Linked DNA regions of Mus musculus: region 2 is linked to region 1. The links are chromatin contacts, called in public Hi-C maps. All regions are on one chromosome and are shown on one strand. Each heading gives the region's core, a stretch centred on a gene start, on an enhancer-like site or on the middle of the called end of the contact. The rest is flanking DNA. Distances are from core to core; before and after follow the strand shown. Region 1 overlaps Mad1l1 (MAD1 mitotic arrest deficient 1-like 1). Region 2 overlaps Mad1l1 (MAD1 mitotic arrest deficient 1-like 1).

Region 1 (7,265 bases), core at 605-3,104:
GATGGGTATGCACCTGTGAGCCAGCTGAAATGGAGGAAGAGGGGGCGGGGAATTCAAGGGCAGTTTTATGAGCTAGGATCTTACTGTGTAGTTCTGGCTGGCTTGAAGTAGGACACAGAACACTCCAGAACAGACCTAATGCATGGCCACAAAACAAGTCTTAGTATATTCATTTAGTAGAATGCCTGCCATAAATGAAGTTGGAGATCAATGGCAGAGGAACTGTAAAGACAGTAATTCAACAGGGGTTAGGGAGATGGCTTTGTGGGTGATTGCTTTGAAGGCCTGAGAACTTGAGTTCTATTCCATGAACTGTGGAATTTTAGTTTCTTTTAAAAAACCACAGAAATACTATAAGAATATGTTTTCATTTTAATCCCAGGTGTGGGGATATAGAGCTGCTTCAGATCGTCCACGTTAGCAGACTATGATCTGCCTTGTGCTCTGGCAGGGGCATGATTTTGCCAGCTGCAGATAGATTCTGTGACTGTGTGACATTTGGAATTCCTGGGACTCCTTAGAGGGTATATAAATGCTAGGTCCTGAGAGGTGTGATGTGGGTTGTTGGCTGGTTGTTAGTTATGGTCTGTTAAGCAGTCATATGCAAAGAAGAAACAACTACAAGAAGAAATTAGACATCCTGATGGAGAAGATCAAAGTTGCCCCAAGGAACTCAGTGCCCCTAACCAGCGGTTAGTAGTCTAATGAAAACACCACCCACCTTTCAACCCCCCTCTGTCTCTCTTTCTGTCTCTCTTTCTCTCTGTGTGCCTTTCTCTTCTCTCTGTGAGTCTCTGTCTCTCTTTGTCTCTTTCTCTGTCTCTTATCTAGTGTTAGGGTGTTGAAATGGTAGGGAAAAAAGGGGATGGGAAATGGTAGAAGAAAACCTACTAAGTAGCAAAATTCAGCTACATTATTGTTCCAGCACTGCCATGAAAAGCTGGGGATGCTGATGCGCACTTGTGATCCCAGTGCGGGAGAGACTGAGACTAGAGCAGTGGTTCTCAACCTGTGGGATATGTGTCAAAAAACCCTTTCACAGGGGTCACGTAAGACCAATGGAAAACACAGATATTTACATTAGGAATTGTAATGGTAGCAAAATTACAGTTATGAAGTAGCAATGAAAATAATTTTATGGTTGGGAATCACCATAACACAAGCTGTACTAAAGTGTCACAGTATTAAGAAGGTTGAGAACCAATTGGTGAGCTCCTGGCCATTGAGAGATTCTGGCTCAAATGGCAGATGTTAGACTCTATGAGGACTGATGCCTGAAGCTGAACTGGCTCACACATATACATACTCAACCACACACCTATAAAACAAAAAAGTAAGAAACTACAATTATCCTGGGATAAAAAAGAATTCACTGGGGAGATTAGGAGACACCAGAGACAAACACTAAGAGGAAACAGAGGGCTCCAAACACAAGGAAGATGTCACATCAAAGATGTCACATGAGTCCAAAAGGAAAGCAGGGAAGGAGAGCAGCTCGAGCTGACAGCTGACAGCAGGCTGGAGACAATGAGGATTGGGTTGTGTGAACGATTACACAGGAAACTCCCAAGCAAAACCAACCAGAGAGAAGAGCTCACCACGAACCTGGAAGCTGTGAGAGGGCACCACAGGACAAAGGTCACAAAAGGATGCTAGGGACAACTGGGCACACATCTGAGTAGCCAAGATGGCACAGGCAGACTCCTACTGATGACCTTCCAAGGTGACCCCCAGAGAAGCGGATAAACCTGAGATCACTGTGAGGGTCAAAAGGGAAGTCAGAGTCTCCCAAACAAGGAAGAAGGCCAGGCCAGAGAGCACAAGCAAACACTCAAAGAATCATATGGTCTTGCCCAACTTGGCAGAGAAAGGAATGAGGAAGCTCTCTCTCTGAAACCAGCAGCTGACGGACACTGAATAGAGGCAAAGACACTTCCAGAAAACTAAGGCCAATCTGGGCCTGGGGTATAGGCCCACCAACCTAGCTGTGTGGAGACTGAGGCAGAAGGATCAAGAATTAAGGGTTTTCCTGGGCCACTCATGGGTTCAAGGAGCAGTTTGTGGGATCCTGTTCCAAAATGTAAAAGGTAGCCACAGAAAAAGGCTGGGAAGGTAGCTCTGTAGCGTGCATGTTTAACACATGTGAGGACATGGGTTCAAACTGCAAGACTGCAAACCTAAAATTAAAATGAAATGAATATATGAAACAAAAACTAAAATTATTTTTTAAAAGAAGTAACTAGAACTGAGACCAGTAAACTTGGGGGACAAGCCTAACCACATAAACATGGGGGACAGGTGTGGACTCACTTAGCCACATGCCAGCCGTTCCCTGAAAGCTTTCCATGCTATGGCAAAGGGTTTGAAAACAGCAGGGATCCAAGGCATCTCAACACCTAACACTGTGCTGTGTGACCCTCTAGGGAGCAAGGACAAGAAGCTCTCCTCTACTCCGCTCTCAGTTGACACAGGAAAATCCCTTCACCAAACCTGTCACCTTGAACACAGAGGGCAGCAACCTCAACAGGACATGTCATTTCTGAAACAAAAACAAACAATAACAAAAACAAACAAAAACAAAGATGTAAAAAAAACAAACAACCTTTTTAAAAAAAAAAAAAAAGGCTAGGGAGATGGCTCAGTGGTTAAGAGCATCAGTTGTTCTTCAGGGGGACCTGGGTCCAATTCCTAGCACTCACCTGGCAGCTCACAATTGTCTGTATCCAGTTTCAGAGTATCTGACCCCCTCCCTCACACACACACATGAAACACCAATGCACATAAACAAAAAACAAAAGCAGGGAAGACAGCTGCAAGATTTCCTCAAGATTAAGGTGCAGCCACCAAGCCTGACAACCTGAGATCCAGCTCAGGATGAAAGGAGAGAACGCACTCCTGAGTGCCATCTTCTGGCCTCCGCACTTACTCCAGGGGGTCTACAGAAACACGCGTGTGCACGCACACACACACACACACACACACACATCAATCTAATTAAGTAATTTTTTAAAACTCTGAGACAATGCCTGCTCTGACTGCGTTCATCTGACTAAACTGCCAAAGCAATTAGACAAGACAATGAAATAACAGCAGCAAACCACTCCTCATCACAAGATGCCCTGCTGATGCACAAACCCACCAAAACAGCACCATACAAACCACCACGTGTGAGCTCTGCTGTGCACTTCATCTGCTACAGCATCAGAGAGAAGAAAACATTTGGGGACAAATTTACACAAGGCAGAGGGAGATGATCCCCCAAGACATGCAGAGCATTGCCAAAATAAAATAAAGTGAAATAAATAAAGACATTTTTTAAAGGGAAGAAAAAGAAAAGAAAGCCCATGTGCACGTGGATACCTGGCGTGGAGATCAATGGCTCAGCAGTTACAAACACTGCTGCTCTTCCAGAAGAATCACCATCCACTGGGGCTGGCTAACAACTGTCCACAAGTCTAGCTCCAGGGGCTCTGGTGCCCACTTCTGGGCTTCACAGGTACCTGCATTCACATGCACATGCAAACACACACACACACACACACACACACACACACACACACACACACACACAAATTTACATATAATTAAAAAATAAGAAAAAGCCATCTTATTGATGTTTGTGTTCAGGGACAGGTGAGCTTAGAGCTGAGGCTACCTGGGGCAAAGCAGACAGAAAAAGAAAAGCCAACTGGGAAGATGCACCTCCTGCCTCAGGACTCAGCCATGGGGGGAGACATTCCTTTAAAGAGATGCCCCCACAGGTGCTATGCTGAGTGGGAGATGTCAGTGCTAAGAGATCACAGGCACAGAGTCCACCCAAGTGGGCATGCTGGACCAGAGCTGAGCAAGCCATTTAGTTAAATGACCACATCCACTACCTGTTCACAGCCACCCAAAGGAGCCTGCACAGCACACAAAGGTACAGAGCTGGCCTCACAGTCAGGAGAGCCTGAGTCAGATCCCCAGAGGCCGTGTTTACACAGGCTGGGTGGAAACAGGAGGAACCTCGGGTTCTCTGCCCACCTAATCTGCTTGGTAAGTTGCAGGCCAGGACTCAAAACACCAAGATAAGAAGTAGTTTCTGAGGAATGTTAAATGAGATTTATGTCCCGCTGCCTGTGACACAGACCTGCCCATGTGCCCCCAGGCCCTCACACACAGGTTCCCTTGTACATGCAGGAGCACACTCATGGGGGTGGAAGCAGGCGCTGGGTGCTATGTCCAGTGATACAAAACCAACAGATGATTGCAGAAAGCCAGGGACATGGGGAAGTGCGCACACATTCAACGTGAAGACTGTTTGCTGACAGTATAAATAACAGGCTTCTCTTTGTTTTCCATTGGTTTCTTTTTTTGACTTGTATGTGTGTTTCACTTACAAAACAACAACAACAACAACAACAACAACAAATGAGCTGGGCATGGTAGAACACGCTGCATGCCTTTAATCCCAGCATATAGGAGGCCGAGGTAAGAGAATAAAGGGTCAAGGCTAGCCTGAGCTATATAGCAAACTTTACCTTAGAAAAGAAACAGCAACAGTAACAAACCCCACCCACATACAAGCAAGCATAGGGACTGATAAAGATGGCCATGTGAACACGGCACTTAGGAGCAATCTCTCAGAACGCCACTGCAGTTGAGAATAAAGGCAGTCTCATTTCTCTGAAGCCTGACCACAGAAAATAAAAGGGACAGCATCAAAAACTCCCTTAGAAGTTGGAAGCTGATGGATGGAGTGGGGGAGGGAGTGGCCTTCCACAGCTGATGCCTGCCTGCTACTGACCCTACAAGGGCTCTGGCAGCACAGAGCCCCCACAGGGGTTCCAGGAGCAGGGTAGGGGAGGTTGAGCTGGGGCTGAGTAGAAGGTCTTGCAGGAACTTTGTACACTTAAGGAAACGCAAGTCAGAGCTTCTTCCAGTTCACTCAGCTCTCTGAATCAATGGCAACAGCTTCAGTGACAGTGTCTGTTCCAGCAGATTTGTCTCTGCAGGGTAGGTCATGCATGTGTCACTGGCTGCCATGACACAGTCCCATCCCATGAGTGCCAGGCTCCCTTTGGCTGTACTTTGTAGATCTCTTCTGTCTTGTGGAAGACGGGTGAGTCAGGTTGGTACCCATTAGGCTTCGGCTGTGAGCAGGGTCTCCATGGGAACCAACCCAATGGGCCTGGAACCTTCTTCCTTTGGAGCCTCTTAATTGTGATTCAATTTTAAAGTATTCATCAACCTCACTGTACATCTTGGTTCGGGTGTTTGTTTTGTCTATACCTTTGAGAACAGTCTCACGTAGCTCAGGCTGGCCTTAAACTCATCATGTAGCCCAAAATGACTGAACTCTGACCCATCTGCCTCCACTTCCCCAGGCTGGGATTATAGGTGGGGCACCATGCTGGGGCTAATTTTGGTTTGGAGGGCTGACTAGACCTGCTAGTGACAAGCTAGTGTTCCTGTACATGCCATCCTTCAGAGGCCACAGGCTCTTTGCAGCAGTGTCCCTGTGTCATACCTGAGACGGCTCGTTTGCTTCTCTGAGTATGTTTCACTTTTGTTGGCAGTTTGTCAATTTTATAGATTTTCCCCCCAGAAAAACAGCCTTTTGCTTCTGCATTTTTCTCAATTGTGTTTCTTTTTTCAAGTTCATTACCTCCTCCTTGCTTCTCATCCTGGGCTCCTTTGCTTGCCATGTCCTCCTGGTGGCAGGGCCATGGCTTCTGCTCTGTCAGCTGGAACGCTGGGCGCCGCAGGTTCTCTTCTCTCCACGGATCTGATATGATGAGCGTGTTTTCATTAGCGTTCACTTGTTCCTCTTCTCTGCCACACATCCTGTGTGATCCGCAGGCAGTTCAGAACCATGCTATCAATTTCCCCGTGGGTACAGCTTTTCCTCTTGCATTCTGTTACTGACATCTAGTTTGAGTTTGGTGTGGTCAGATGAATATTCTCTATGCACCTTAAATGTGTGAGCTTCTGTGCGTGTATGTGTGTGTGATACTGGACTCTGATGGATGGTGATGACCGGGTGCATGTCTGCTCATTCTACCCAGTACAGGGAGTGGTGTGCATCCACCACCTTCCTGCATCCCAGAGTTTTGCCGCTTAGTACAGGCAGCAGCATGGGATGAGAGCACATTCCATCATGGGACACAAGAACCCGATACTGATGGCTATGAGCAGGGCTCCCCACGGGGTCTAGAGGCTGGGGCCATGCCCTCTCAGCAGAGCAGGCACCAGCACTTGTGGCCTTGCTCTGGTGAGGCAGAGGTGGTTGCTGTTAGGGACACATGATCCCTTCCTAGAGATCTCAGTCAGCAACTCAATCGGCAGTCAGAAGGCCACCTACATTAGGCTGCCCCTTCCTCTCTGTGGCCTAATTTTAGGTGTTTCTGTTTGTGTCTACTGGTACTAGGCTACCTGCTTCTACCTCTGCTCCCTCAGTCTACCATGAATATACAGATCTGCAGGTAGAGGAAGAGAGTCCAGGAGGAGAGGGGTTGCCCAGTGACCAGAGCTGTAGTACCAGTCAAATGGTCCAGACAAGCTCCCCTTGAGAAGACACAATGACAAGTGACAAGCTACCCAAACAAAAGGTGTCCAAGAGAGGGTGACCCAGCCAGAGCACACTGAGTAGTAGTCACAGAGTTCCTGCTTTCTCCCCGAGAAAGGCCAACATATTTAATGTCCCTGTCATGGTACCCCTCTGCCCCCCAGACCTAGGAATGCCCGCTCAGGCTGGGGCCCAGCAGGCAGTGAGGAGGGCTGGGAACGGAGAAGCTGTTAAGTATGATTAACAGGTTCTGGCCCAGGCATGCAAGACCACAGTCTACCCAGCTGCTAAACCCACAGACATTTAGGATCTATCAGAGCTTCTGTCTGACAGTGGAAAGTGATGAGCCCAGATTTGTTCCAGGTGAGAGGCCCTGAGTTGCCACCACTTAGCTTTGCACTGTTGCTCCCAAGCATGGCTTCACAGAGATAGTCCAATGCCACAGGTGTGTGCAATTCACATGCCATATGGCATCTGTGCAACTACTGGGTATGCCTATGGAAGCCAGAGGTTTAACAACAGGTGTCTTCCTCTAGCCCCTTGATCTTAACTTTTGAGATCTGATCTCCCACTGAACCTGGAGCTCACTAGCTAGACAGGCTGAGCCAGAGAGTCCCAGGGCTCCAACTGTCCACCTCCCCAGGGGTAGGATTACATAAGGATTACCTAACTTCGAAAAACAAACAAACATGGGTCATGGGGCTCAAACTCTGGTCCT
Region 2 (7,801 bases), core at 3,957-6,456, 150 kb after region 1:
GCAGACCAGCCAAAGGCAATGCAAGGCACTAAGTCCCCAGCTCTGCTGCTGCCACACTTGGTAAAAACAGGGACCCAAAGTGACAGAATAGAGGACAGCAGGGAAGGGAGACAAAGATGAGCTTACAAGCCACAGACAACACCACAAGTCCCTAAGAAGCCAGAGCCATCACAACACCCCATTCTCAAGCTGATGGGAACTTTATTTACTCAGTAAATACCTCTTGGGAATGAACTAGATACCGGGCACACAGTCACCATAGCAGCCATTACCATACATACCACAGCAACTGTGACTACTCACAAACAGCCCTGAAGAACAGGCCTGCTAGCTATGCGGTGGTGGCGCATGCCTTTAATCTCATCACTTGAGAGGCAGAGGCAGGTGGATCTCTGTGAGTTCAAGACCAACCTGGTCTACAAAATGAGTTCCAGGACATCGAGGGCTACATAAAGAAACCCTGTCTTGAATCCCTGCCCCCAAAAGAGACAGGCCTGCTGATACTCTCTCATAAAAAGGAAAGGATCATTAAATCCTGAGACCCCAGTCCCTCCCTCCTGTCCTCGACCCCCTTTCCCACCTGCCTGTAATTCTGTCCCTGCTGCTCATGGTCTCAGAGGTACTGGAGGCATGCGGAAGTGTCTGCAGTGTCAAGTGCCGTAGCAACTCCAGCTATGCAGCTATGCAGCTGTCTTCTTCCATGCTGGCATGGGGATTTCCAGTTGACACGTGGGGCTCACCTATGCTTCTGTAAGTGCCCCTCCACCATGGTCTTACATAAGGAGCTCAATGAACTCAGTGGCTCTACAGGCGAGGCAGGTGGAGGTGTTACTTTGGTCAGTCACTGATGCTCCCTTTGGGGGGAAATAGATGACTGTTCATGTCTCCTTAAGGAAGACACCTTACCCAACAACATGCAACGTGGAACCTGGGAGAAATGCCCTACCTAAAGGAGCATGTGAACTGACAAGGGACAGAAAGAAGGGAACTGAAGAGACAGTAGGAAGGGAACTTGGGAGGTCATGACAGTCCCACAGAAGATGAGAGGCCAAGGTGCAGTGGTGAGAAGGGGAGAAGCCCTCAAGTTGTGTGGACAGGCATAGCACATCTTAGAGCTGTGCAACCACTTGAGGTTGGGAGGACAGAAGCAAGTGCATTCAGAGTCCACACAACTGTGGGACAAGAGGGGACAAAGGCAGTGACCCTTGGGACACCTCAGATGATACTGAGTGCAGAGCAGCCAAGGAGGGAGACAGGGAGACTAGTCCAGGCTAGTGGGGAAAGGGCTCCTGCTGGGCTTCATATACAGCCAATAACCTCATGGCTTGGCTAAGATGTGAGGGAGGACCAAATCCATGGGCCTGTGGGCCTGCCAATGGTGCTGGCTCCTCCACCTCAGCTGCAGAGAGCATGTGCTATGGTGGGGATAATGGTTGGCTCACTGTAAGAAAAGCCAGCACAAGCCTTGCACCGAGAAAGACAAGCAGAGGAGCACAGGCAGAGTTAGACAGAGGCAAACATATATTCATTTTAACAAAAATCCTAGCTTTGATGGGTCTGCCAAGTCAGCAGAGGAAATAAGGCCAAGAACATGATGCTAATAATGCCTGGGGAAGGAGGTGGAAAGGCAGCCTAGAGAAGGTGCACAGACCCCGGACAACACAGAGCAGCAGCAGAGGATGCTGCTGTGGTGAAAACCTGGCAAGGAAACTGCGCACACCCTGAGGACACAGCACCAGGGGAAGGCTCAGGTGTGGGGACAATATGGCGTGACCTGAGTCAGAAAGTGTCCCTCAGACAGCTGCGTGGAAAGCAGATGTCTAGAGACAACTGTAGAAAAGAATGATATAGTTTGTCACTTTAACAAAGGCAATGACACAGAGTGACATGGATTCTAGCATGGAAGAAAGAAACAAACACCTCAGCAAGACCTGAGCTAGGACACAAACTGTGGGCCATTATAGACAGACCATAGCACAGAAAGTGGGTGGCAGGTCAGTCTGTCTGGCCAGCTGTACAGGGCCACCCTGGCTGGGTTTTAGAAACACGAGTGTTTGCAACCATACTCTCAGCCTTAGCACTAAACTGTAAGCCAGGAAGTTCAGCCAACAAACTAAGCCTCCCACAGGCCTATAAGGAGCCTAGATATAGTCAGCTCAGAAACAAGTATTTATACAGCCAATCTACTAGTAACAAGAAGCCCTGAGCTACAGGGGACGTTTCCTCCCTGTGTCCCAAGAGTGAAAGTATAGGTTCTAGGGGTGTTCCTCCAGAGACCCCAGCCACGTCTCTAGGGGTATATGAATTGCGACCAGCAACCCCTAAAGCCTGACCTGGAGCCACTGAGGACAGGCATGTGATCAGTGTGAGCAGGTCCCACAGCATCCCTAAAATACATAGTAGGGGCTACCATTGAGGACACATGGAGAGAGCTCACCAGATGCAAGCTGGCTCAACTGCTCTGCCAAAGACCATTCATACTGGGTAGAAAGAACCAGGCAGACATTTGAGGCCTTGGCCTGTGTTCCTGACAGGCCCAGGAGCTGGCTCATGCACAAACAGTAAATGGCTGGAATGAGCATAAGACCTGGCAGGGGACACAGCCATGGGAGATGGGCTACTCACTGCTCTTCTTCTGCCCACCCAATCAACCATAACAAATTTCAGCATCTTCTCCACTGAAGACGTGCCCAGCCCCTAGCCCTCTAACCATCACCAGCAGTCATCTACCAAAACTCATCTTCCAGGGGTGCCCACTGTGAACACCCCAATACCAGGACCATCATATCTTAGCAGCTGCTCACTGTGGTTCCTCATACACAAAGGATGGCATTAAAGAGGACTATGATGCTGGCCAGCCCCTTGTTTACCGTTCCAGACACTAGCCTGTATCCTTTATGGCTACATCCTTTAATATACTTTACCCTCCTGTACACACCCCACCTGAAAAGGTGTCTTCACTGTGGACAGGCTAATTAAACTGTCCAAGGACCGAGTGCTCCTCAGTAGTGGAGCTGAGATTCAAACACAGGCAGCCTGAGTTTGGAGCCGGCAATAATGGCTTCCCCATCACAGCTCCAGGATACAGCATGACACCCCCTTGGAGACACAAAACATGTCCCCGCACCATTAATCCTGAGCACCTGTCACTGGCTTTGTTGGCTTCTAGACAGCTCGAGAGCACTATAACTCATGTGGACACAGGCTCACACAGGTGACAAGGCCTCATTATACTACAAGATGCTGTGAGAGGGGGGCCTAACTGCTCTAGACAAACAGGCAAGAATTATGACTCAGACTCTGAGCTTAACCGCCCTTGGGAGGCAATGGAGAAAGTCAGGGCACAGCCTTTGTGACCCAGATGGGTTATACCCTCCATGTACTGTTTCTCCTTAAGGACCCTCTGCTAGGTAAGTAGGTATGGTGTTGTGGCATCATCATTGTGCTACGTGCCTGTTCACCCATGAGGAAAGTGGCTTTCAACAAAGAGGCCCAGACTGGTTCAGCAAAGACCCGGACCACAGGTACGTACAGACTCAACATGTCTGCCCCTGACCCCCGAATCCTGCCCCATGACTGCAGGCATGACTGCTCTGCCCAGCAGCAGAAGACCTTCTGGACTACAGGCATAAGGTGAGGCCATGGTGAATGGAGCCCTGGGGCTGAGCACATGGTTCATGAAAGCTGGCTAGAAAAAGAGTGAATGCCTCCCTGTGTCCTGACCTGGATGGAGGGAGTGGACAGGAAAGGGTGGAAGAGGAAACATCTGCACCCACGTTCCACATCACTACACAGTTTGTCTTCAGTGGCCCTGCCTTACATAAACATTTCAGAGGGTGCCAGCCTACGACTTGAAGTAGCCCTGGAGAGCAGTTGTGTTAGGACCTCCTTGGAGACCTGGGCTCCAAACTCAGCCGTAGCATGGATGCTTGGGAGACTGACAGACTAGGCTCAAGGTCTGTTTCTACTGACTCCCTGCAGATCCACCAGGGTTCAAACTCACCTTCTGCAAATGAATGAGGGAATGGAGTTCCCAGGCCTGCCTGACACTCAATCACAGCACTTCAGCACAACCTACAGAAAGCTGGTAAGTTAGTAACATAGTGGGGACCTACCTGGGCCCTTGAACTCCTGACCCTAAAGAGCCCCATCAAGAGCAGAGGGGTCTTTTGGGCAGTGCTGGTCAGCCCAATGCAATAGATACTGAACAGAGGACACACCTAAGATCTACACATACACCCCAGGCAACCTGCCAGCTCCTTAGCCACAAAACCAAGAGAGGCATTATCAGCCCTACAGAACAAAAAGCAAGGCTGGCACACCGAAGAGGGCAAGGTTCCTGACACTGTAATCAGATCCTGTCCGAAGGTACCGAGGATGCAAGGCAGGCCCTGACAGCCCCATCCATATCCATGATCGATGGTACCTGTGAGCTGTGCGGGATGGGTGAGGAGGAGCGCAGGCGCAGCCTGATGGCTCACGGCAGCCGACCGTGGGAATGTACAGACCAACACCTTCTTGGAGGATTCCCTATACTGGTGCCCACTAGCAAGCCACCCACCAAGCAGGAATCTGCCCAACCCCCGCTGCACACATGCTGCAAAGGAACCTCCCCCCTCCTGTCCTCACCAACCAGAGCTACCCAATGCCTGGGCACAGTCTCCAACACAGCCCTGCAGAGCATACTCTCCACTTCAACAGGCCACATTCACCTGGGCAACGGCTCCCTGGTCCTCCTCACCTACTAAACAGGACACATCACCCGTCCACCCATCCCTCCTCCATCCATATATCCCTGTGACACTCTCCTGACTACCATCTCCCATCCCATCTCCTGCTACTCAAAAACACCAGTCTCCTATCAGATGGAAATGCCAGTCCCACCTCTGAGCTTTCACCTAAACACTCAGAGAAAAGAGGAAAACAAACAAACAAAGGAACAAATTCAGCTGAATGGGATAACACACGCGCGCGCGCGCACACACACACACACACAGAGAGAGAGAGAGAGAGTCAGTCAGTCAGTCAGTCCAAGGCCAGCACAAGATACACAGGGAACTCCAGAGAGTTCCAGATCAGCCTAGAAAATATAAAAAGACAATATCTCAAAAAAAACAAAAGACTGTTTCAGTCTAATGAGTTCAGAGCGGTGCCTGCCCAGCTAGGGATCAAGGTGATCTCATCTCAATAGTAGGAGGTGCTTTCCCTGCTCCTGGCTGGTTGGAAACTCTAGGGTGTGACTTCATCTGGCCTTCCTAGACCCAGATGATGTCTATGGCTCAGCCTCCTTCAATGAGGCACATTACAGTCCGGCACCTCACCCACACAGGGCTCAGGTCAGAGCCCTGCCTAGCAGCCTTCCCAGAGGCACAGTTCTGCCCCACATATGCCAGGGCCTACTGAGGTAACTACAGCAACAGGCAAAGGCCCAACTCTAGCAGTTCCTCAGTGCTTCGCAGAGGCAGCTCTACAGAAACTCTCTGGTCTCCAGGCATGGGTCGCTGACACCGACTTACTAACACAGCCAGTGGCAGAAGACACAGTTGACTCATGCACAGGTTGGAGAGGTGCTACACACTTGAGTGAGTGTTCTCATAAGTACTGCCATGCCCTTCACAGCAGAAACAAGGGGGCAGGAGGGCAGGGGGCACAAAATCTCTCTTCTAACAGCCAGTGGGCAGTCTAGGGGTGTAATAAAGAACATGTTTTAAAGCCACAGAAGCAGCAAACATTTGTTTGCAAGATTCAGACATGATCAATAGCTGGGCTAGAACATTGGACAAGGACACAGCATGATGGGAGTGCAGGCCACTGGCCTGCATAGCTGTGAAATACGACCAGAACCTCAGCATGCGACACCATGACTTGGGGTGGTCTGATGGTCTGCTCCTCCCCAACTACACACCACACACTGAAAAAAACAAAAAACAGGTGCCTTGCCTTGCCTTGCTCCCTCTGTGCAAAGCCTGGCCTACCCTGTGATGCCCTCTGCAGCTCAGGATGTACCATGCTCTCTCCTTCCCACTTCATTCAAATCTGCCCAACCGTCTTTAAAAGGCCAAGGAAAAACACTTGGCCTTTCTGGGTCTCCTGGTCCCATGAACAAAATGGTGGAAACTTGCCCTTTTAAGCTCAGGCCCCAAGGGCTGAAGTGCTGAAGCTGCAATAATCCATCCAACCACTGAAGCCAGTGCCACCCTAGCCACCTGGTTCCATCTGGAACCTGCATTAAAAGGAAAGGCACAACCATGACCTAGCATACAATAGGCTGGAAACATAGCGTCTCAGCTCATCTCCTGAGTGACTCTCCTCACTAGCAAAATAACAACTACCTTAACCTAGGCCATCTCAGTTTCAAGGCTCGAGCTGCGTAGACTTCACGATAACCACCGGTTCCCACCTTACTAAGAGAGCCTCTGCCCCCAGTCCACCAGTGAGGAGCCCTGTGAACCCAGCCCCAGCACCACAGCTGTTGCCTCTCTGCTCCTCAGCTCAACAGCCTAGCTCTGAGAGACTCACAAGGCAGGCAGTGCTTAGCCAACTCCACAAGAAGTCTGTGTCCAGGCTACAGAAGCCACATAGAACAAAAGGTCACACGTCCCACATGAACCCAGGCACAGAAGGCCAGCACACAGGAAACCCAAACACAACCATCTTGTAAAAACATTACCAGAGACAGTACTGTGGACCAGGCCTCTCCTGTCTGAGATCTGCTAACTAGGGACCTCAGCATTCTACAGAAGAAAGCAAAACACAAGTACATCCATGGGATGTCCTGAGGTTAGAGGTGTACCCCAACCTCCCCACTCCCCAGCACTGCCTGCCCCTGACACAGGCTACTCCAAGACTCCAGTCTCAAACCTACATAAACCAAACCACAGGCTGACTCAACCCAAACTGGCAAACACAAGCCAGGTACATTGGGAGGTGTGCCAGTGGCCCGTTTCTCGTGGCTCTTGGGCAGACATGGGTCTTAGCATGCCTGGTCACAGCAGCTAACTACTGGGTGCGAGGGAAATGCAGATAGGTTTCCTTGACTTGAATAGTTCATTCCATTTCATAGTCAGAGGAAAATGAAGAGGATCACCCGGCAAACGTTCAAGCTTTAATTCCAAATCACTTTTCATGCCCGTTTCATCTGACAGAGGCTTTGAAAGCAAAAGGCAATCTTTATCATGTGAGCTTTCTCAAGTAAATGGATGTGATTATGTCCAACATAACCAGATGCTTCTAGAAGCCAATTTTCAGAGTGACATCAGCACTCCAATGAGAACCCCTCCTTCTGGCTAGTAATGAATGATGAAAATGCTGTCTCCCTAAGAAGACAAGACTACGGTTGGATCACCCACAACAACAGGCTGGCTCCATGCTCCTCCTAGTCCTGTCCATGCAAGTCAGTCCACTGGGGCACTAGGCGCTCTTGCCCTGGTGGCTGTACACTTTCCTCCCTCTGGCTCTGCAGGAGCCCACACTTGCCTCAGGTAGTGCGCGCACACGTGAGCATACACATATAAACACACACACACACACACACACACACACATGGGATGACCTTGGGTTCACTATGGCAACTCCATCTTCTGACAGTACAGGGTCTGGGCAGGCACACAGCCCAGTTTTGGTCAGTGAAGGGGATCAGGTGGATGGTGGCCACAGAAAAGCCTTCTTTATTCCATTAACACTCAAAGAAGACTTTTCCTTTTTGTCTCTGGACATAAGACTAGACCTAGGAAGGCACTTCAAAAATCATAAAATTGGCCAAGTGCCCAGCCACAGGGCAAATGGACAAGAGCCCAGCCCA

Evidence for each region. A called contact is a pair of places that touch in the nucleus more often than the background predicts.
Region 2: a contact with region 1 is called in a Hi-C map of uterus, with 2.0 times the contacts expected there. The contact joins two enhancer-like sites. A contact is called at or near these places in 4 of 39 promoter capture datasets (cranial neural crest, hippocampal neurons, second pharyngeal arch cranial neural crest and 1 more), 1 of 484 Hi-C or Micro-C datasets (uterus) and 1 of 115 datasets of contacts at active chromatin or transcription factors (SST interneurons).

The regions. Positions count from the first base shown.
Region 1 is chr5:140,106,272-140,113,536 of GRCm38.p6, forward strand. The region is part of intron 14 of Mad1l1 (MAD1 mitotic arrest deficient 1-like 1); the gene reads right to left. Among named protein-coding and RNA genes, the nearest start is that of Gm30492, 14 kb to the left of the region's middle. Within about 2 kb of position 1,855, at least 47 of the 459 cell types and tissues checked have an H3K27ac peak or open chromatin away from gene starts, as enhancers often do. A contact at or near this core is called in uterus, where this site is marked.
Region 2 is chr5:140,252,310-140,260,110 of GRCm38.p6, forward strand. The region is part of intron 10 of Mad1l1 (MAD1 mitotic arrest deficient 1-like 1); the gene reads right to left. Among named protein-coding and RNA genes, the nearest start is that of Gm16120, 48 kb to the left of the region's middle. Within about 2 kb of position 5,207, at least 36 of the 459 cell types and tissues checked have an H3K27ac peak or open chromatin away from gene starts, as enhancers often do. A contact at or near this core is called in uterus, where this site is marked.